4 separate regions of the Sus scrofa genome follow, and regions 1, 3 and 4 are each linked to region 2. A link is a contact called in public Hi-C, HiChIP or PLAC-seq and promoter capture Hi-C data. All regions are on one chromosome and are shown on one strand. The core of a region is the stretch at or near the end of the contact, and the rest is flanking DNA. Distances in the headings are between cores, read along the strand shown. Region 1 holds the start of SNW1 (SNW domain-containing protein 1). Region 2 holds the start of AHSA1 (activator of 90 kDa heat shock protein ATPase homolog 1). Region 3 has its middle 14 kb from the start of SPTLC2. Region 4 holds the start of SLIRP (SRA stem-loop interacting RNA binding protein).

Region 1 (5,159 bases), core at 1,395-3,894, 240 kb after region 2:
ATGACCACCTTAACCAAAACAGCATTCCACTCCACACTGAGTCACTCTCTATCCCTTTATCTGTATTTTATTCTTAGTACTTAATACCTGAAGTTGCATCATTGATTTGTTTACTCCTAGTCTGTCTCCCCTAGAATGTAAGCTGTGAGGATAAGACTGATTCAATGCTGTAAAACCAACACTAGCCTTGCACATGGTGGATTTTCAACACATGCATATTTACTGAGTGAATGAATAAATGGATGGATGAATGGAATCAAAATTCTGGGCTTTTTGGTAAACCATGCAGTACCCAATACATGGGAGGGATACAAAGACAGTAACAAAGAAGCCAAAATATTTGTTTCATTTCTCTTTTCTTTTCTTCCTCCCCTCCTTCCCCTTCTTTCTTTTTGGCCCCACCCACGGCATACAAAAGTTCCTAGGCCAGGGATCAAACCCGAGCCATAGCAGCAACCAAGGCCACAGCAGTGACAATGTGGGATCCTTAACGCACTGTTGATAGAACTAGTTACTAAAATGATCAAAAAGCAGGCACCCTGCCAAAGCAGAGTTTGGACAATCCAGTAAACAGGTAGCCTGACCTGGATTATGGTGAGAACACACCGTAGCCTTCCAGAAGGTCTTAATCTCCTTGTTCCCCATAAAGGATGACATTCCCATAATGAAATACACTTCTATAGTGGGAGTGGGCTGCATATGTAAACAGAAAGTCTACTTCGGTGTTTCTCAACAGGGGGCAACTTATCTACAATGTAGATACTTGACAAGGTCTGGAGCTATTCTGATTGTTAGAATTTGGGGGGTAAAGGGGAGAGAGGGAGTGAAGGTGCCACTGATATCTAGTGAGTAGAGGCCAAAGATATTGCTAAACATCTTAATATGCCCAAGACAAGAACGAAATATCCAGTCCAAAATGTCAACAGTGCCACTGTACAGGCACCTTAGTCTATCTTTTCCCCTTTATTAAAGAAATTGTATTAAATGCAAATGAAATTATTTGATACATAACCTTAAATACAGGAGTTCAGAAAGTTAAATCAGTATGACTTTAGATCTTTAGTTAGTAACAATCAACTGTGATACCAAGACTGTAATACATCAATATGTCAAGTCCCTGCTGTTAAGAATCCCTGGTAGATCTTAGAGATAATAATATTTTACCTGAAAACTTGAGACCATCTCTAAAAATCAAGTCAGCTAAAACTCAACAAAACCAGAAAGCTATGTAAGTTCCTAAGACAAACTATTTAAAGACTGAACTCTGTCACTGCAATTTTAAGCACAAAATAACCACAATATGTCTGGTATTTTCAAATTCCATTTTTTCCACAAAGCCTTTCTTCCTAATTCTACTAGTCTTTGTCACACTGCCTCCCATCTGGAGGGCACTCAATCGAATATTTGCTGCCTGCAACCTTTATTTACTAAAGAAAACTCTCCAGTTCATCTAGCCCATTCCATCTTATTTTTTTGCAATTAAGGTTAGTACAACACAATAAGCATTCTGTGTTGTCCTTTAATATCTATATTCCTGTACTTCATCTTCCCTGCAGCCAAGGACTGTCAGATTTCCTTCTATATATACACAGTCCCTAGGATAGACCAAGGCACCCGAAAGTTATCCCCCAAAGAACTAATTCGAATATCTTTAGGATTCTTAACTGTCATCAGCCAGGAAAAATGTGTATGAGGGGAATGAAGCGTGTTTAGGGAGTCCAAGCGGATCTCCTAACACGACTACTTTCCTTACCCTGTTTGACACCCAACTTTTTCTGTTTCGGCGTTTGTTGGTAAGAAAAGTTTTTCTTCTTAGATGGGGCAACAAGGTCGCAGACTAGTAGGAGTTACGTAACAACTAGGAATATTTCTCCTTAAGCATCTTTTTCTTAAGGGCGGGGACCACTTTACTTGCGGTTGCCAAGGCAACTGGGAACAGCAAAAATGTGAAGTAGTTCTATCTATGGAAGAAATGCTAAGATCCGATGTTAAAGTGCGGAGCAGCGGCGCGAATTAGGAGACAGCGGCCACTACTGTGGCTGATGTGAAGTCTCCGTTCAGTGTCGGGCCCCGTTTTTCAAGGAATCCTTGTTTCGGGACAGAGAAAGAAAAGACTTCGGCAAACAAACGGCCCGGCCGTCGCCTCCTGCCCGCCTCACTCCGCCCAGACAAATAAGCCACTGCCCTCCATACCCCCATCGCGCCCACCCGAGCCGCGGACCCGAAGGAGCGATCTCCACCACCCCAAAATGCTTAAGCGAAAAACACGTGCGAATCCTCAGCATCTCAGACCAGAGAACTATTCGCCATGCCGCGGCTTTCGGCCCTAGTGAGGGGGCGAACTCAACCCGGGAAGCCACTCGGGAAAGACCCCAGCTTCGGAGAGGCCTAGTCGTCCCGGCGGCTGGAGGGAGGGCTTAGCCTTGGCCTAGTCGCTCTGTGGCCCGGGCCTGGCTACCGCCCGGAGACTATAAACAGAGAAATAAAAACGGAGGGTACTCCCAGACCCTTCCGTATCGAGGACCCCAATCAACAACCCACCTGGTGAGCGCCATCTTCTTCCGCTTCTTCCAGCGCGAGCGACAGTACCGCGGGGCGGGTCTTTACCCGCGAAGGGTTGGGGAGAGGAAGGAGCGCGCGATGCGCAGGCGCCCTAGCCGAAGGGCCTTCTGGGATTTGTAGTTCTTTGCGCAAGATTACAATTTGGTTCTTTTCTAACCAGTTACAGAATAAGCGCTTCAGTTAAGAAAACGCAAATGCATCACTCTTACACTATGACATGATACAGCATTCCCTAGGCAAAATACTAACAAATTTGAGATGTTTTTTAAGTCTTTTTTTATTCCCCACTCTGTCTCATTTCTTTTGTTATGGTTCCAAATACAAAAGCCTTCGGGGGGCGGGGGGGGGAACGTTAAATAAGAGTTGGGTTAAATCAAATGGTTGGGAAATTGTGAGACTGGAGAATAGAGAGTTCTTGGGCGCTCTGAAAACTTTCATACTCAAAAGTTTTTACACGCGGTTCCCTACGTAACACTCCACCTCCAAAACACTCTCCAGGGGAGGTATTTTGTGATCCTTAGTAATTATCTTTGGAACACTCCTTAGGTGTATTATGTATGTATGTCTTTATGTATGTATGGCTTAGATTGTCTTTTACATAGTTTGTGGGTTCAACATAGTCTTTGATGAAGTGATAGGATAAACGAAATCTTCACAGTGGGAAGAGGGAGGTGGATGGAATATACTGTAAATGAAACAAGGTTAGCTATGAATTTTAATCACTGTTGAAGCTAGATAATGGGGAAATGGTGTTCCTTATACAATTCTCTCTACTTTTTTATACGTTGGAAACTTTCCATGGTATAGAAACAAACTTTTAATAGTAGCATAGCACACATACAGAAACGTTGCCTACAGAAGTGTATAGTTTGAATATTCACAAACCAAACACCGTAGTATGAGCAGAGGCAGCAACACCACCTCCAACTCCACCTCCAACTCTTGATTTCTGGTGTGACACGACGTTCTAGGCTAGTTTAGTACTTTTTCTGCCCTAGACTTTCAATCAGTCATTTTTCCAAGGAGCTTTCCTTTAAGTGGAAAAGTGATATTTAGAGAAAAAGACCTGGATGCTACAAATGCTCACTGTTACTGGGCAATTGCTGTTTGTAAACCTTTTCAGTGGACAGAGCTAGAAAGTTCACATATCCACATACTTTTTTTTTTTTTTTGCCATTTTTGAGGCCGCTCTTGCGGCATATGGAGGTTCCCAGGCTAGGAGTCTAATCGGAGCCGTAGCCACCAGTCTACGCCAGAGCCACAGCAACGTGGGATCCGAGCCGCGTCTGCGACCTACACCACAGCTCACGGCAACGCTGGATCGTTAACCCACTGAGCAAGGGCAGGGACCGAACCCGCAACCTCATGGTTCCTAGTCGGATTCGTTAACCACGGCGCCACCACGGGAACTCCCAATCATACTTTTTGAGAAACTCCATCATGCATTCATACTAATAGTTCCAATGCAAGATTAGGATTACACAGATTTTACCTAACTTTGATTTTATATGCATATCTCTTCTGAAGATGATGGTATTGGTACCTAATGTGTTAAGATAATTACTCATTTGCTTTATCTTATGTTATATATGTATATATATAATGGTTTCATAATAAACTTTTCTAATATGATGACTAAAGATATGCCTAATGATAATAGTTTCTGAATTTTTTTCAATGACTTTTTTTTTTTTTTTTTTTTGGTCTTTTTGCTATTTCTTTGGGCCGCTCCCACAGCATATGGAGGTTCCCAGGCTAGGGGTCGAATCGGAGCTGTAGCTGCCGGCCTACACCAGAGCCACAGCAACGTGGGATCCAAGCCGCGTCTGCAACCTACACCACAGCTCACGGCAGCACCAGATCCTTAACCCACTGAGCAACGGCAGGGACCGAACCCTCAACCTCATGGTTCCCGGTCGGATTCGTTAACCACTGTGCCACGACGGGAACTCCTTTTCAATGATTTTTTTTTTGTCCTCAGGGTATATCTTTCTAAGCACATACAGTCAAATTGCATTGCTTTAAAATGACTTGGAATAATTCCTCTCTGTGTGACTACACCACTAACTTGATACTCAGGTTTACATATTTCATTTTGCTTTGGATTTTTAGGAGTTGATTTTTTAAAAATAGTTTGGTAAAACATTTAAATGGTTTCAAAGCCAAAAGTTACCAAATGGTAACTACCAATGGGTAGTACATTTAGAGAAGTCTAGATTATTTCCCTGCTCCTACCTGCTTTTTCCCTTTCTTTTTTTTTCTTTTTCTTTTTTTTTTTTTTGTTGTTGTTGTCTTTTTGCCTCTTCTTGAGCCGATCCCGCGGCATATGGAGGTTCCCTGGCTAGGGGTCTAATCGGAGCTGTAGCCACTGGCCTACACCAGAGCCACAACAATGCTGGATCCGAGCCTCATCTGCAACCTACACCACAGCTCATGGCAACGCCAGATCCTTTACCCATTGAGCAAGGCCAGGGATCGAACCCGCAACCTCATGGTTCCTAGTCAGATTTGTTAACCACTGCGCCACGACAGGAACTTCTCCCTTTCTCTTTCTATAGATAACCTCAAAAATATCTTTTATAGTTTATCCTTCATTT
Region 2 (5,517 bases), core at 342-2,841:
TTATAGAGCACTTTGTAATCCTCAGAACAACCCTTTAAGGGAGGCCTGGCAGACTCCATTTCACTGATGAGGGAAATGAGGCACAAAAGGATTAAGCATCAAAAGTATTAAGCTAATTGCTTCTATAATCCAGGTTTTCTCTCTCCTAGATCATTTCCACTTCGATTTGCATGGTCCTTTTTATCACTCTAGGGGAAACGACCGCAGGTCCTTACTATACTACAAAAAATAAATATCTGTAAGTGTCTACGAATAAGCACAGAATATGTCTAACAAATCCAATAATCCACCAGAGGACTTCTGGAATCTTTTTTAACCATGCAATGGCAATGAACACGTGACACTAGTTTGTACTTCCAGCATCAAATCAGAACCAAGATCTACTCAGTAAATAAAAAGACAATCATTTAATCGTTCTAGAATTTATAAAACCACCAGGTGCAATTTTAAGAGTGACTATGAAAGGTGCTTCCGCACGACTTAAAATACTTCAGGGCTTGTCCTTGTCACTTGTTTACTGAGAACCCACAATACTGGATAGTAGATCCGAGGGGAGAACAGGAACACGATAAGGAAAAGAAAACGGACACCCCCAAAATATCTACAACCAACACGCTCCCTGCCTCAGAACACCCCAGAAGCCAGCTACTGAGAAGTCATATTCGGATTCATTTAACATCTTCCGAGCCAGGCCTACAAAGGTGCGGCTATGAACTGAGACGAGGAAATGTGGCTTAAACTAGGAAGACTCCACGGGCCACGTCCAGGAAACACGGATCTACAGAAGCGGCCAGAGCCCAGGAGAACCCTGGTGGGGCAGAAGTTCGTTCAAAATCACCTGTTCGGGCTCATTCGCAGCCCCAACACCGAGTGTACACTGGCTCCCAACCCAGGGGTCAGGGGGACTGAAACAAGAGTCAGGCCTGGGAGGTCTGGGGACGCCTCAAAGAATAGGGGGGAAGATATGGATGCGGAGAGGCTGAACTCAGCCAGATACGTGGCCCAAGGGGTTTGGGACACCCTCACCTCTTCCACACCGAGCCCTCCCTCTCAGGTCAGCGCCAGACTCTTCCGCCGCTGGACCAGCCTTTCTACACAATCTTTGCGACATAGAAAAGGGGCGGAAGGGGATAGTCTCGGAGAGAGGCGGGAGGAGGTGTCGCAGAGGGGGAGGAACCATGAGTCAAAAAGGAAGCCACATCGCATTATGGAAGTTGTAGTTCTCGCCGCCTCGATCATCCGACGCTGCCTGGACAGACTCCGGGCCTCATGACTACAACTCCCAGAACACCCAGCGCACCGTGCTTAGGAGGTTTCCTCTACAGGTTGCACGACCTTCCGCGGTTATTTTGCAGGGTCACTGAAGACTACAACTCCCATGAGGCTCAACAGGGCAGATTAAGGGTTCAGGGAAACAGTGAGACTTGTCTTTTGGGTCTCTGCGGGTGGGGAATGGTCGTGTTGAGGGTTGCATTTCGGGCCTTTTACGGGATAACCCGAAGGAGTTAGCAGGAGCCCTAGAGCAGTGGGAAGCTAAGGTCCGACGAGGGGGAACGGAAGTACCCGGTAGGACGGAGGAGGAGCCGGAAGTTGAGGCGGGGAGGGGCGGGGGGTGGAGGGAAAAGCAAGCTAGGAGGATCTGCGGCCGCTTCTAGTAGTTTCCAGGCGCTGCCGGGCGGCTGGGACCGGGCGGTCCTGAGGCTGTGGCTGTGGCTGCTTAGGCGCTGGTGGCGGCGCGATAGGCGAGCCGATGGCTAAGTGGGGTGAGGGCGACCCACGCTGGATCGTGGAGGAGCGGGCGGACGCCACCAACGTCAACAACTGGCATTGGTGAGGGCCAGCGGGCCAGGCCGCGGGAACGCTACGGCAGGGCCGGGGTTACAGGGTCCCCGGAACCTCTGCCGGGACAAAGCTGGGGCCGAGGCATCCCTACCTGCCCGGAGATGGGCGTGGGTGTTTCTTGTTGTGGGGGTCCGTAGTTCCAGGTTCCTCTACTCTCCGGTCTCCGTTTCAGTTTGGCGGAGGGGGGCGCAGGGGGTACGACGTGGAGGGCTGCGCCCCAGAGGAGGGGTTTCAGATATAAGAGAACATAACCCCTAGCAGCTGTATTCAGCCTGGGCAGAGAGGTGCTTCCCACACGTGGCCGGAGAAGTCACTGAGACCCAAACCGTCGCGGACTGTATTCGGAGATTGCAGGGTTAGGCTGCGGAGGGTTAGGATTTCTATTTTTCCACTGACGGGTGGAATTTAAAAGTAAGTCATAGCGAACCGCTGCCTCACTCCAGAAGGCTAAGGTTTGGAACGTGTTCAGCAGGTGCTTAGAGTTCAGTGATGCTCAAGGCGCCACGGCCTCTCACCCGGAACTGTTAAGTGATTGTATTGTAATTACAGGGACTGCCCCTTGTTGCCGGGCAATCGTGGTTTTATAACCTGACCACTTGAAAGCCTACCATTCTTCATGAAATCTTCTGGAAGTAATGTTTTCTTTTAAGTCCACTGAACTCTGTTCATACTGTCTTTATTTTTACTTTGTTGTAGTTCTTTTTACTGTTTTCTCTACTTAGTAAGTTGGGAGGTAGGTAGTTTTTCTTCTCTGTATCTCAGCCCGCCACTTCTCCTCTTAACATAATGTGCTTGACTTAATTTTTTTTTGTTTCTTTGAAAGTCCTTGGCTTAACATTGATTTTCTAGCTATTTAGAGGGCGCAGAATGTGTAGAGCATTTTGTGGCACGCTTGAATTTAACAGGTCAAATACTGCTTATGAGGTTAAAATTATTGGTTTATTTCTCACTGGACCTTTTAGCTCAATAGTGCATTCTCTAGACAGTAGTGTGCTCCTGACCTCAGCAAGCTGTGCACAGTTTTCCACTTGGTCAGACGGGGGCGCCATGTAAAATTACCAAATTCCCACCCTAGCACTATCATTGCTGAGAAAGGAAAGCAGATTTTTCTTTTCTTTTCTTTTTTTTTTCTTTTTTTTTTTTTTTTGGTCTTTTTGCCATTTCTTGGGCCGCTCCTGTGGCATACGGAGGGTCCCAGGCTAGGGGTCTAATCAGAGCTGTAGCCGCTGGCCTATGCTAGAGCCACAGCAACGCAGGATCCTAGCCGCATCTGCAACCTACACCACAGCTCAGGGCAATGCCAGATCCTTAACCCACTGAGCAAGGCCAGGGATCGAACCCACAGCCTCATGGTTCCTAGTCAGATTCGTTAACCATTGAGCCACGACGGGAACTCTGAAAGCAGATTTTTCCATTTAGTTTGTAATCATTCTGTACAGCAGGTGTCTTTATTGGCAGTATAAGACTCTGGTCTTCCTGAAAGAGTAACATGTTTGTGGACATGCAGGAGTGGGACTGAGTGTTTTGTGTTCCTTTCTGGCCTCTGTTAGCCTTGAATGCTTTCGCATAGAGTAAGTAATCGCCTTCATTTGGCTGCTGGTCCATAGCTTTGTTTTTATTTTGCAGGACAGAGAGGGATGCTTCAAATTGGTCCACAGATAAGCTGAAAACACTGTTCCTGGCAGTGCGGGTGCAAAATGAGGAAGGCAAGTGCGAGGTGACAGAAGTGAATAAGCTTGATGGGGAGGCATCCATTAACAATCGTAAAGGCAAACTTATCTTCTTTTATGAGTGGAGCATCAAACTAAACTGGACAGGTAAGTCTGTGCTCGGCTTTGGACAGAGGTTAACTGCATTTTGACGGGCTTATTCAGGAGCAGAGGAGAACAGTTTTTGAGAGGTTATGACCTTTTTTCAAGGAAGGCTGATAGTGCTGCTTTCAAGTCCAATAGAAAGCAGTATTGGATGCTGAAATGTTTCTTCCATTGTGGGACACTCAGTGGGTTTCCTCTCCCTGGGTCTCACGAGTCCCCACCAGTGAAGTAGCTGAGCCCCTGATCTTTGGGTCTGTATTTGGACACAAGGTGACATTTCTCAGGCTCACTATTTCTGTCTCTTGGATGATTTTTAAAGTGAGAGGGAGTTTTTTAGTGGTTTTTTTTTTTTTCCCTCTCCATGTAAACCTAGCAGTTTAATTTTTTTTTTTTTTGTCTTTTTTGTTGTTGTTGTTGTTGTTATTGTTGTTGCTATTTTTTGGGCCGCTCCCGCGGCATATGGAGGTTCCCAGGCTAGGGGTCCATTCGGAGCTGTAGCCTCCAGCCTATGCCAGAGCCACAGCAACGCGGGATCCGAGCCGCGCCTGCAACCTACACCACAGCTCACGGCAACGCCGGATCGTTAACCCACTAAGCAAGGGCAGGGACCGAACCCGCAACCTCATGGTTCCTAGTCGGATTCATTAACCACTGCGCCACGACGGGAACTCCAAACCTAGCAGTTTAGACTGCTGTGGTAATGAAACTTGTGTGTGATTATAATTTGGGGGCAGTTTTACTCTCTCATTTAATGTTTCCTCTGTAATGTTAACATTAGAATTGGGGTCATGCCTATGCCCTACTTGGATGGTCCTGACAGTAGGGAGGCTGAATTTTAAGACTAAAATTAAAGGAGTGCATTGTGTGGAGCAAAGCAGGAAATAAATTGTGTTTCAGTAAACATTTCTCAAGTGAATGGTAATAAGGAAGGGAAACGTATTTATCTGTTTGGGGGAGTTTTTTTGTTTGTTTGTTTTAGGGCCACACCTGCATCATACAGAAGTTTCCAGGCTAGGGGTCAGATGCTGCCAGGCTACGCCGTAGCAACACCAGATCTGAGCCACATCTGGACCTACACCATAGCTCATAGCAACGCTGGGTCCTGTTTTTTTTGTTTGTTTGTTTTTTGTTTTAAACTCCTAAAGAGCAGTAGTCTGAAAGAAACTTTAGGTGTTATCTTGTCCAGTCTTTTTATAGATCAAGAAACTAAGGACTAAAGAAGTGAAGGTAGATAAATGTTTCGTTAGTTAACTTTGAAATGCAGTCAGTTCTGCTGTAACATGACACACGTGTTTCTTAAAATCACCGCACTATGCAAAATCTCACAACAAAAACCACAGGGGGATGGGGTTAGGGATGTGATGCAATACTCAAAAGCTTCATCAGTGACATTTTTTAAAATTTAGGAATGTGGTGTTCCCGTCGTGGTACAGCAGAAACGAATGCGACTAGGAACAATGAGGTTACAGGTTCCTTCCCTGGCCTTGCTCAGTGGGTTAAGGATCTGGCCTTACCGTGAGCTGTGGTGTAGGTAGCAGATGCAGCTCGGATCTGGCCTTACTGTGGCTCTGGCATAGGCCAGTAGCTGTAGCTCTGATTCGACCCCTAGCCTGGGAACCTCCATATGCCGCAGGTGCGGCCATAAAAAGACAGAAGAATGAATAAATAAATTTAGAAAAGTAAAAATTGGTAACACAATTTTACACATGTTAAATTGTAAGAAATACACGTAATGCCACAGAAGTGGTGCTTTACCTTGACAGAGACCTGAAGTTTGCTTGTGTGAGTGGGCATCAGAAGCATTGAGGCATGTGGGTTATTGTGAGGTGGTGGAAGGAGAGTCACCCGAAATCAGAAGGAG
Region 3 (5,290 bases), core at 985-3,484, 140 kb after region 2:
CTGTTACTTGTCGTCAAATACCTCCCATTTCACACAGACGTACATACTATCCATTGTGAATCTTAAGGAACCCAAAGATAGCTGCTCTCAAAGGTCAGGAAGCAGGAAGCAGAGACCTGTCACACCCTTAGCGAGTTTCTCTTCCAGACTCATCTCTGCTTCTCTCTGAGAATTTGTGCCCTTTCTTATCTACAGACCAGTTTTCACTAATTCAATATTCACATGGAAAAGTCCTCCCGGTCTGCATTTCTTTTTTTTTTTTTTTTTTTTTTTTTTTGGTCTTTTTAGGGCCACACCCGAGGCATATGGAGGTTCCCAGGCTAGGGGTTGAATCGGAGCTGCAGCCGCCGACCTACACCACAGCCACAGCTACGTCAAATCCAAGCCATGTCTGAGACCTACACCATAGCTCACGGCAACACCAGATCCTTAACCTACTGAGTAGAGCCAGGGATCTAACACCTGTATCCTCATGGATGCTAGTTAGATTCATTTCTGCTGAGCCAGGATGGGAACTCCTGGTCTGCATTTCAATCTCAAATTCAAAGTCTAGAAGAGAAAATAGGTTTGACCCAGTTGTTAGTCCTGTATGTCCCTGGCCTAGTTAACTCAGGGGAGGCAAAGTCAGGTGCTCAAACTCAAACATGGCTGCCAGGGGCCCACCCAGAAGTGAGGTGTGTGCGTGAAATTCTCAGAGAAAGGAGAGGCAGGGGCTAAAAGACACCCCTAATTATCTTCCTATTGGGTGAGGAAGAAAGGAAAGGAGATATATCAGGTGAAGTACATTGGGAAGGGGCCAGTCAGCCTGAGAGGGATGAACAGATTCTAGCAGTGAGTGAAAAGCTAAGAGAGGTAAAAGCTCTCCCAGAAAGTTGCTGGAAATTCCTCAAAAAAGGTCAAAATTCTATCTCAGAAGGATTTTTCTTGGAGTTCCCAGTTGTGGCTCTGTGGTAACGAACCTGACTAGTATCTATGAGGACGTGGGTTCCATCCCTGCCCTCACTCAGTGGGTTAAGGATCAGGCTTTTCCGTGTGCTGCAGTGTAGGCTGCAGCGCAGCTCAATCCCACATTGCTGTGGCTGTGGCTGTAGCTCTGATTCAACCCCTGGCCTGGGAATTTCCATATGCCCTGGGTGTGGCCCTATTTAAAAACAACAACAACAACAACAAACTTGGAGTTCCCAGTTGTGGCACATGCGAAATGAACCTGACTAGTACCCATGAGGATGTAGGTTCGACCCCTGGCCTTGCTCAGTGGGTTAAGGATCTGGCATTGCGCTGAGCTGTGGTGTAGGTCGCAGACGCGCTTGGATCTTGAGTAGCTGTGGCTGTGGCGTAGGTCAGCAGTTATAGCTTCAATTGGACCCTTAGCCTGGGAACTTCCATTTGCTGAAGGTGCAGTCCTACAAAGCAAACAAAAAAAGAAAAAGAAAACAGAAAGAAAGAAATACTAATGAAAGGAAGGACTGAAGTTCCTTGGTAGTCTAGTGGTTAAGGATTCGGCTGTCACTGCAGCAGCTTGGATCACTGATATGGCACATATTCCATCCCTGGCTCAGGAACTATGCTGCAGGGCAAGACCAAAACCAAACCAAAAAGGACTGGCCCTAAAGGGAAGGGAAAAAAAAAAAAAAAGGTGTCAGTGAGAAAACAGAGGGTAGGATTAGACGGCCCTCAAACCTCAGCCCCATCCCACTCAAAAGAGTGAGAGGCCCGTCTGGAGGTTATTTTAGGCTTCAGTCCCACAGAGATCGTGTATTTGTGTGCGTTCCCTAGCAATCACCCGCAGCACCATTTCTCTTGAAAAGGTTACTGAAACGGATTGGGGCCCGCCTGAATACTGTTTCCCCACAGAGATGAGAACACTGCGTGGAGGCCAGGACGCAGGGATCTGCTGGAGGCTGCGAGCCGGGCCGCGAGCCGGGCCGCGAGCAATTCCGAGAAGGGGGAGGGCGTGCGAGGCAGACGGGTGTGACTTCCGAGCTCCTTCCCCTCTCCCTCCGCGCGCCCGGGAGGGCCGGGACGGAAAGGATGTCCCAGGGCCGGCGCCAGCCTGGGAAGCTGAAGCGTGTGTTTGCAGAAAGCACCGGAAGGAGGTGTGGGCTGGAGTGACAGCTGGACAATTCTGGGAACCCAGACACTGGGGTGGATCTCCGTCCTACTCTCCCTTCTCCCTTCCCCGCTGTGTCCCTCCCTCTTTCTCTGCGTTCCTACACTGTCCATTCCTACACTGCCCCCTCCCCGCCACGCCCCACGCCTTTCCCTGGCTTCTTTCATGCTCCACCCTCTGGGAGGGATCAAGTCTGTTCCGTTCATTTAAAAGCATCCAGTGTGTGCTCTGAACTTGGGAGGAGCTCCATAAATATTTCTTGAATGAGTGAATGGAACTTTATGCCTAGAACAAATATATAAACAAATACACTTATCACCTAATAAGGGAGTACTCGGAGAAAAGTAAACTTTTACACCATTTTGGCTCTATTTTTTGAAATATTGGGTTTGCTTTGTGCTGATAGAGTGGACAGGAATTCCCGTTGTGCCTCAATGATAGCGAATCCTACTAGTTAGTATCCGTGAGGATGCAGGTTCGATTCCCTGGCCTTGCTCAGTGGGTTAAGGATCTGGCATTGCCCTGAGCTGGGCCGTGAGCAGCTTGGATCTGGTGTTGCTGTGGCTATGGTGTAGGCCGGCAGCTATAACTCTGACTGGACCCCTATAGCCTGAGAACCTCCATATGCTGCAGGTGCAGCCCTAAAAAGACAAAAACAAAACAAAATAAAAACAAACAGAGAAACTCCTGGAGCCCAGATGGATGTGAACTAAAATTATTGTAATCATTTCATAACTTAAGTATGTCAAATCATTACGCTGTATGCCTTAAACTTATACAGTGTTATATGTCACTTACATTTCAGTGAAACTGAAAAATAATTTAATGAAAAAACTGAGGCCCAGAGAGGCTAAGTAACTTGCCCAGTATCACACAGCAAAGGAAAGAAAGAGCCATAACTGAAAAAGCACAGGGGGAGTTCCCTCATGGCTTAGCAGGTTAAGGATCTGGCATTGTCACTGCAGTGGCTCAGATCACTGCTGTGGCATGTGTTCAGTCTCTGGTCTGGGAACTTCTGCTGTAAAAGCCAAGAGAAAACTATAGCCTGCAGGCCAAATTCTTCCTGCTGCCTGTTTTGCTACAGCCCGAGAGCTAAGAATATTTTTTACATTTTAGGTGGATTAAAAATCAGAAGAATAGTATTTTGTGACAGGTGACAATTATATGAAATTCAAATGTTATTGTCTATAAATACAGTTGGATTGGTACGTAGCCATGTCCACTCATTACTGCTGCTTTCCCAATTTTACTGCGAACTGAGTAGTTAGCATGCAAACTCTAAGTGGCCTGCAAACAAACACTAACATTTACTCTCTGACCCTTTACAGAAAAAGTTTACTGCCTCCAGGTCTGGGATTCTCAGCAGTTGTTTAGGTTTTTGAAGGCTTCAGAAGGCCTTAGATGCTGGGGTCTGGCTGGGGTGTGTGAGGGGTGAGTGGTGAGGGGAGAGAGCACTGCAGATATTGGGGTCCTTTGGTTAAAGGCCCAGAAACCAAGCTCAAGTTCAGGGCCAGCTGTAGGCAGTACAGAAGGAAAGGCAGGCCTCACCTAAGATGTTCTGCGGTAGTCAGGAAATCAGGGCCAACTTGACTTTCTGAGACTCTCCCACAATGCGTTCTGGGCCCTGATTATGAGAAGGGGATTATAAACAAGTTTCTGGGATGCTGCACAAGAGGCTCCCAGTGCTGTTAGGAGACCGACTACACCCCGCAAATTATCGGAACACTCGAGTAATTATGCCTGACAATGGCAGCTTCTCACCAGGCCCTCTCCTTCCTCCTATTCGATTAACACTTACTGAACATTTCCTCTGGGTCAGACACTGGGCTAAGTACCCTTCAAGCATTACATCAAGGGTACTGGGCTAAGTACCCTTCAAGCATTACATCCCCTGTGGGCTAGACATTAGCATTTTTACCCTCATTTTGCAGATGAGGACACTGAGGTTTAGTGAGACTAATATTACACTTTGGAGACTGAACAAGGAAGGGGGTTGGGTCAGGATTCAAACTCAGCCTAGCTTTATGGTGTCTTTCTCAAGCAGCACACTGTATTGTCGGCCGTGCGAGCTGGGTATACCTCAGGCCACGCAATGTCCTTGAGAATGAAAGAGTGAATCATTCAGGGTCTGATCAGGAAAAGGGTAAACCACTGCAAGCCCTCCAAACAGAGGGAGCTGAATGCAGAGTATTGGTGATAGAAAAGCTGAGAAGCTGGAAGGAGCCCAGAAATGAACAATGTCAGGTGGCTACCTGCACTCCTTAGCTCAAAGGGTGTCTTCACCTGTTCAAGCTGCCAAAACAAAATAATACCATGGACTGGGTGGCTTATACAACAGAATTTATGTCTCACAGTTCTGGAGGCTGGGAAGTCCAAGATCAAGGTGCCGGCAAAGTAGGTTTCATCCTGAGGCCTCTTCTCTAGGCAGCTGCCATCTCACTATGTTGTGCAGGAGGAGAGACAGAGAGAGGGAGAGGGAGAGGAGGGAGGGAGAGGAAGAGAGAGAGGGAGGGGGAGGGGGAGGGGATGGGGAGGGATCAAGCTCTCTGATGTCTCTTTTTATAAGGATCAGGACTCCATCCTGATAATCACGTTTAACCTTAATCACCTCTGAAGAAGACCGATCTCCACATCCAGTCGTGTTGAGGGATGGGGCTTCAACATAAGAATTAGGGGGGACACCAACCTTCAGCCTATAAGGAAGGGTCAAGAAAGGAGCCGGTGTTACGGAGCCCAGGGATGGGGTCTTTCTTGTTTTTGTTTTTATTTTTGCCTGTAAGGGCTGCACCTGTGGCATATGGAATTTCCCAGGCTAGGAGTCGAATCAGAGCTTCAGCTACCCGACTACGCCACAGCCACAGCAATGCGGGATCCTAGTGCAACTGGGAACTACACCACAGCTCACGGCAATACTGGATCCTTAACCCACAGAGCAAGGCCAGGGATGGAACCCAATCCTCATGGATACTAGTTGAGTTCGTTGCTGCTGAGCCACAATGGGAACTCCAGGGTCAATTGTTTTATGTCAGAACTGTGGAGGGCCTGCCCAGTAGGAGCTAGAGGCACAGAAAAGATGCAGCAGCAGCTAGAGATGCTGTCAAGGCAATGAGAAAAGGGGGAAGTACTCTGACCTTTCCCTTTCTTCCGCCTCCTAATTTCCTGTCTTCCATTGGCTAGGCT
Region 4 (5,820 bases), core at 1,582-4,081, 200 kb after region 2:
TTCTTGTCTATTTACTTGCTTACAGCTCCTTCTCTGAAATTAGACAAATGGCTGAGTGATTTTGCCTTCCAGGGTCAATTGCACTCACCTGGATAGCCTTGGAGTCCGTAGGCCTGCCACTTGCTGACCGGCTGAAGTCCTGCTCTGTATGCATCATGGTCACTGACTGAGGACACACTTAGCTGAGATTTGACTACCTGAGAGGAAGGAAACAAATCAGAGGCTAAAGCTATTTTTACAGGTTAACTCTGAGAATCTCAAACCTCTAAAAGCCATTTCTGATATGGGACAATTAGGAGGTGTAAGTCTGGGGTCCTAAACTTAGTTCTACTCCTTACTTGATGTACGATTAGTTCAGTCACTTAACTTTTTAGAACCTCAGTTTCCTCACCTACGTACTAATAAACACTATAGAGCTACTTAAAACTAGAGCAGTGATGAGAAACAAGCTGATTTTGGCCTTTAAGACTACACTTTCCCGTGATACCACACCTTTGTGGTTTCTTCTAGGACTCTGAATCATGAAAGGTATTTGGTATATGGAACATTCAATGCTATTTGCTTCTGATAGGGCTAACGATATGCTTCTGAGGAACTTGCACAGAGTTGGTGTTTAAATGGAGCTATGAGGAACAGCTGAGAACCGTGAGGACTCTAACCAGAGAGAAAAACATTTCAATAAACCACTGGGAATCCTGTTTGCTAAAAGTACAAAACTGCTCTCTTGTACATGAAACTTAAATTGAAACTCTTATCTTTTGGCTCACTAAATTGCCTAAGAGATCCAATACGCAATCACTAAAGTAAGGACATTCAGGGGGAAAAAAAAACCCACTTCATCCTTACGTAAATAATAAACTTAGGCTCTGGCTTGCCTTAGAATATATCAAATGTTCTCTCACAAAGAAATACTGGCGTTCCCGTTGTGGCACAGTGCTTAACGAATCTGACTAGGAACGATGAAGTTGCAGGTTCGATCCCTGGCCTCGGGAGCGGCCCTAGAAAAGGCAAAAAGACAAAAAAAGGAAACATGATCTCTTATTCTTTTAACTTTTCGAAGAAGAGAGATTTCCAGATAAACCACCAACAAGTGGCTGGTATATCTCCATTCTGTAATAAAATGGTTATCTGAAACTGAGAGTCCTGACCATCTAACTCTTCCAGGTTTCTAGAAGATAAAAGGTTTTTATTTCAAACATTTTGTAATGATCTTTTAAACAGACCATACCTATTAATACGGTACAGTATTTCAGCAACACCCTCAAATCTGAGAGAAGTTTGTCGACCTAACCTCTCATGTTTTAAGCTTAACCAAATCTCTCATCCTTTTAAGGTTTTTCTGCTTCCTCCCTTGCCAGACTGTTAGCCATCACTTTCTCCACTGCTCTTACATGATGTCTTCTTAATAGCAACCTTCTCCTTTTCTAATTTGCTACTTTCAATCTGTTTTGAGCTGTGGAACTAAATACTACCCAAGTTTTTATATACCCAATAAAAGGTGTATTTACTGAGTACTTACTGGTTTAGGTACTATGCTAGACACAATGTCCCCTTCTAGGGCGGCTTTAATTTTATAAGTAATCTTATAAGTATTATGGTAAAATATGGGCAAAGGAGTTAAATGGAGGTCCAAGGGGTTCTCCCATGAGTTAAATACATTATTCCTGGACTTTCTGTATGTTATTCTGAAACTCTGAGAGCTAATACTAAGCTTGGAAAGAATGTCTCATGCAGCCATCTGTGGATAAGAAATAATGTTGAAGGGGAGTTCTCATCGTGGCTCAGCAGAAACGAATCTGACTAGTATCCGGGAGGATGTGGGTTCAATCCCTGGCCTCACTCAGCAGGTTAGGGATCCTGCATTGCTGTGAGCTGTGGTGTAGGTTGCAGACTCAGCTTGGATCTGGTGATGCTGTGGCATAGGCCGGCAGCTACAGCCCGGATGTGACCCCTAGCCTGGGAACTTCCATACGCCCTGGGGGCGGCCCTAAAAAGCAAAAGCAAAAAAAAAAAAAAAAAAAAAAAGGTGAGGAAGGCAGAAATAACATACGGTGTCTGGATTCATTTGCCCTTTACTTTTAACCTGTAAAGATTATTTCAGAATCTTTTAGTGCCCTCTTTCTGAAAGTAACAGAGAAGGCCTTTCATGAAAAACGGCTTAACTAATCACATCAATCTCTCAGTTCTGAGATTACTCGGAGTAGCTGGTTTCTTCAAGATGCAGGGCTCTACTCTAACACCTAAAAATCAGTTTACGGGTTTTCACACAAATCTAAGTATGAAAGCAAATGGACACTTAATGGAAGCAGTAAACACCAATTTCCTGACATTTTCTGATGAGAAGCTGCAGCCAGGAACAGCTGTGTGGAGAAACGATTAGCAGAGATCTTCGTCCCCAAAGTGTGACGCTTCGTAGGCAGTTCTACTACTGCCCATAGAAGGCGGGGATCGCTCAATAACACTCAGTCTGGGAGAGAAAAGAGGTGAGAAGAACACTGAAACTTCTCCAAGAAGGGAGGCGAGGCGACAGGTAGGCAGGCGCCGCTCCTTTCTCCATACCTTGTGGGCACCAGGCCCCGTGCCGCGGGCTACGTGGGCTGCCGAGAAGTCGATGACCCCTCCCAGGTCAGCAGTCCCAGGGCGGCTCTGCCGGTAGAAGCGGAAAAGCTTCCGAAAGGCGTCTTCTCCAGGTTCTGCTGCCAGCGTCGCCATAGAGCCCACGGCCGCCGCCATCTTTCCCATGTCGCGGCCCGTCTCCTCTGACCCGGAAGCTGATTTTCGCGCCCCCGGGTCAGACAGGTTCTTCCGGGGTCGCGACCTCAAAGCTCTAGGGTCCCTCAATTTAAACATGGCGGCTTCGGCGGCGAGAGGCGTTTTGTCGATGCGTGCCAATGTCGGTCGCCCCGTTGCGTTTGTCAGGAAGATTCCCTGGACTGCGGCCTCGAGTGAGTTGGAGATGAAGCAGGGGCGGAAATTTTAGGTTCAAGCAATCCAAGGGAGCTTGGCTTTCTGCAGAGCACTTAAATCAGCGTGGTAGTTGAATTAGGAGACTGAGTTTGCTCTTGAGCAAGCCAGAGAGTAGAAAGAAATTTCGTTTGCAGTTAGCTGTTTAGGTATGCCTCTTGAGTTTTGGGGCACGTGTTCTAGGTCTCTAGGCTTTCGGAGTCGAAAGGTTTATTACTTGGAAATTCTAAGATTTACGATTTTGCGGGAACTCCGCAACTGCAGTTTTGAGTTATTGTTTTTACATTTGCTTCCCAAAACTTAAAAATCCATGCTCAGTTTTGCTGATATTCATATATCAGGTCAGCTCCTTTAAACAAAGGATTGGAACAGGTGTGGATAGTAGATAGATCCATTTGTGCTTCACTTTCTCAGTATGTAGAATGCCTTGCTTAGGCCCTGTAAAACTTTGTGGAAAGGCTGAGGGGTTTCGCTAGCATCTTGCACGTGCAAGTTTCCAGATATAATGGGTTTGGACTGTATAACAAACAACTTTGGAGACAGTTTCTCTTATTCATTCATTCAGGAAACATAGTATCTATTATGTGGTAGGCACTGTTCTTGGTGCTTGCAGCTGTTTTTTCTATAACAATTGTAGGTAAAACTGTTTTGTTTATCCTCTAGTAATGTTCTGTGAGATCCTGATCTAGCCAGTTGGTTTGATCAACTATTAGAGTGCTTCAGAAATTTAGCTTCTATGGCTTGTTGAAGGATTGTTAGGTGTTTATTTATTTGGCCACGCCCAAGGCATGTAGCCCTTCCCAGGTCAGGGATGGACACCCATCCAACAGCAGCAGCCCAAGCTGCTGTAGTGACAACGCTGAATCCTTAACCCCTTGCACCACAAGAGAACTCCTAGATGCTTACTTATTCATTTGGCAGACATTGCCCTATTATGTATCAATAACTGTGGACATCATGGACTCAACACTTTGCAAGCGTTGGTGTAGTGGTGGAGGTGAGGAGACTTAAAAACAACGAATATAGGCAGTTGAACCAATGATGTTGAGACGAACTAGGGTAATGAAGCAGGTAATATGAAGTGTAAGTTAGCGAAAGTACAAGTTCAGAAGAGAAAAAAGATCATCTAGTTTTTGATTTTTAAGATTATTCACTATTCATCTTTGAGATCTCACAGGGCTACTATGTTATCTTGTCTTGCAGTTTGTAGGAGTCCAATAAAAAATAATCTGTGGATGTATTTGGCCTGGGTCTTGCAGGTTAATTTAGGCAGGAGATTGAATTACTTGCAGGTTAAAATTTAGGCAGGAGATTGAATTACTGACATATTAAAGAAGAACAGGTAAAGACAGGAGTCCACAGGACAGATACCCAGAATTTCATTTGCTGTACTAGAAAGTAACTTTGAGCCAGCAATGGAGAGTAAGGCAGTAACAACATTTTGGGTGTTCCCTGATGGCCTAGGAGGTTAGAACTCATGCTTTCACCCCTGTGGCCTGGGTTCAATCCCTGATCTGGGAACTGAGATCCCACATCAAGCTGCTGCAGCCCCTTCCCCCCAAGTAACAAATACTTAATGTAAACTTTAAATTACAAAAAAGGGATTTTATTTGGAAGTCTCTAATATAGCCAACAACACACTGTATTATAATTGTTTATCTGTCTTCTGTGTGATATTCTTATAGGGATTATAATCCGTTATGTAATACTTGCTGGGGATGAAAGATCACAGTCAACTCAGCAGCTTATCTCTCCATGTCCCTGCCCCATCACGTCCCCAAATCTAGTACATTATAGCTTTAAAATCAGTACTGTAGCTATTTCTTACATTTTAAGGCTTCAAGGAAATGCAAAATAGCTCCTGTTTACAAGAAGTTTGGGGGCTCTATGACCCCTTTTGGTTTCTGTCTATAATCTAGGATGGGCAGTGTAGGACTAACATCTCTTAAAATATATTTTCTCTTCCTAAACAGATGAGCTGAGAGAACATTTTGCACAATTTGGCCATATACGAAAGTGCATCGTACCTTTTGTGAGTATTATCTTTTAAAAAAAAGTAATAATGTTATCCTCTAATTCTTGATTTTTTTTTTTTGTCAAAGCATATCAGTTCTATGAATTCCTAGTGGGATAAAGTGGTTCAATCTTTGTTGATTAAATTGTGGGTGATACTGATTAAAAGTTTAAAAAAAAAAGGGAGTTGCCTGGTAGCCTAGCAGTTCAGCATTGTCACTGCTGTGGCTCGGTTCAATCCCTGTTCCAGGAACTTCCAAATGCCATGAGTGTGGCCCCCCAAAAAAACTTTATCCTTTTTTGAGGTATTTGTCTTAGCTTTATATTTTTGCCTAAAATTACCACAAACTTAATGGCTCAAAACAACACATACATTATCTCACATTTTCTGCAGATCATAGCTTTGCTGGGTCCTCTGTTCAGGGTTTCACCTAGCTGCAATCTAGGTGTCAGTTGGAGCTGCAGGCTCATCAGAGGCGCAGCTGGGAAAGATTGGTTTCCATGCTCCCTTAGGTTGTTGGTAGAATTTGTTTTTCAACTGTAGGACTGGATTGTTTGCTTTCTTGCAGGCTTTCAGCTGGAGACTGTGCTCAGCTCCAAAGAACTGCCTGCAGTGTCTTGTTATTTGAACGCTTATGTTTGTTTGCTTTGTCTTTTGTCCTTTTAGGGCCTCACCTGCGGCATGTGGAGGTTCCCAGGCTAGGGGTCTAATCGGAGCTGTTGCTGCCGGCCTGTGCCACAGCAACGCCAGATCCGAGCTGCATCTGCGACCTACACTATAGCTCATGGCAACTCTGGATCCTTAACCCACAGAGCAAGGCCAGGGATTGAACCTGCAGCCTC

Evidence for each region. Promoter capture Hi-C pulls out the DNA fragments that hold promoters and counts their contacts. Hi-C and Micro-C count contacts between places; a contact is called where the count stands out from the background. HiChIP or PLAC-seq counts read pairs in DNA pulled down with a chosen protein or histone mark.
Region 1: a contact with region 2 is called in a promoter capture Hi-C map of liver, with 4 times the contacts expected there. The contact joins the promoter of SNW1 here to the promoter of AHSA1 in region 2. A contact is called at or near these places in 1 of 5 promoter capture datasets (liver) and 3 of 47 Hi-C or Micro-C datasets (heart right ventricle and liver).
Region 3: a Hi-C map of liver shows a contact between it and region 2, with 2.6 times the contacts expected there. The contact joins the enhancer-like site here to the promoter of AHSA1 in region 2. A contact is called at or near these places in 5 of 47 Hi-C or Micro-C datasets (embryonic fibroblasts, epiblast stem cells, heart right ventricle and 2 more) and 1 of 2 datasets of contacts at active chromatin or transcription factors (alveolar macrophages).
Region 4: a contact with region 2 is called in an H3K27ac HiChIP or PLAC-seq map of alveolar macrophages. The contact joins the promoter of SLIRP here to the promoter of AHSA1 in region 2. A contact is called at or near these places in 2 of 47 Hi-C or Micro-C datasets (heart right ventricle and liver) and 1 of 2 datasets of contacts at active chromatin or transcription factors (alveolar macrophages).

What each region holds. Positions count from the first base shown.
Region 1 is chr7:100,746,770-100,751,928 of Sscrofa11.1, forward strand. SNW1 (SNW domain-containing protein 1) reads right to left here and starts at 2,645. Exons shown (of 14, transcript XM_021099555.1): 1 at 2,542-2,645. The coding sequence starts at 2,555.
Region 2 is chr7:100,509,005-100,514,521 of Sscrofa11.1, forward strand. It overlaps AHSA1 (activator of 90 kDa heat shock protein ATPase homolog 1), which reads left to right and starts at 1,592. Exons shown (of 9, transcript XM_001928890.6): 1 at 1,592-1,830; 2 at 3,469-3,659. The coding sequence starts at 1,751. VIPAS39 (spermatogenesis-defective protein 39 homolog) reads right to left here and starts at 1,160. Exons shown (of 20, transcript XM_003356755.4): 1 at 1,027-1,160.
Region 3 is chr7:100,650,622-100,655,911 of Sscrofa11.1, forward strand. No RefSeq gene overlaps it. Among named protein-coding and RNA genes, the nearest start is that of SPTLC2, 14 kb to the left of the region's middle. Within about 2 kb of position 2,235, at least 49 of the 83 cell types and tissues checked have an H3K27ac peak or open chromatin away from gene starts, as enhancers often do. A contact at or near this core is called in alveolar macrophages, embryonic fibroblasts, liver and 1 more, where this site is marked.
Region 4 is chr7:100,707,641-100,713,460 of Sscrofa11.1, forward strand. SLIRP (SRA stem-loop interacting RNA binding protein) reads left to right here and starts at 2,832. Exons shown (of 4, transcript NM_001097472.1): 1 at 2,832-2,945; 2 at 4,938-4,996. The coding sequence starts at 2,849. ALKBH1 (nucleic acid dioxygenase ALKBH1) reads right to left here and starts at 2,774. Exons shown (of 6, transcript XM_021099556.1): 1 at 2,560-2,774; 2 at 89-197. The coding sequence starts at 2,742.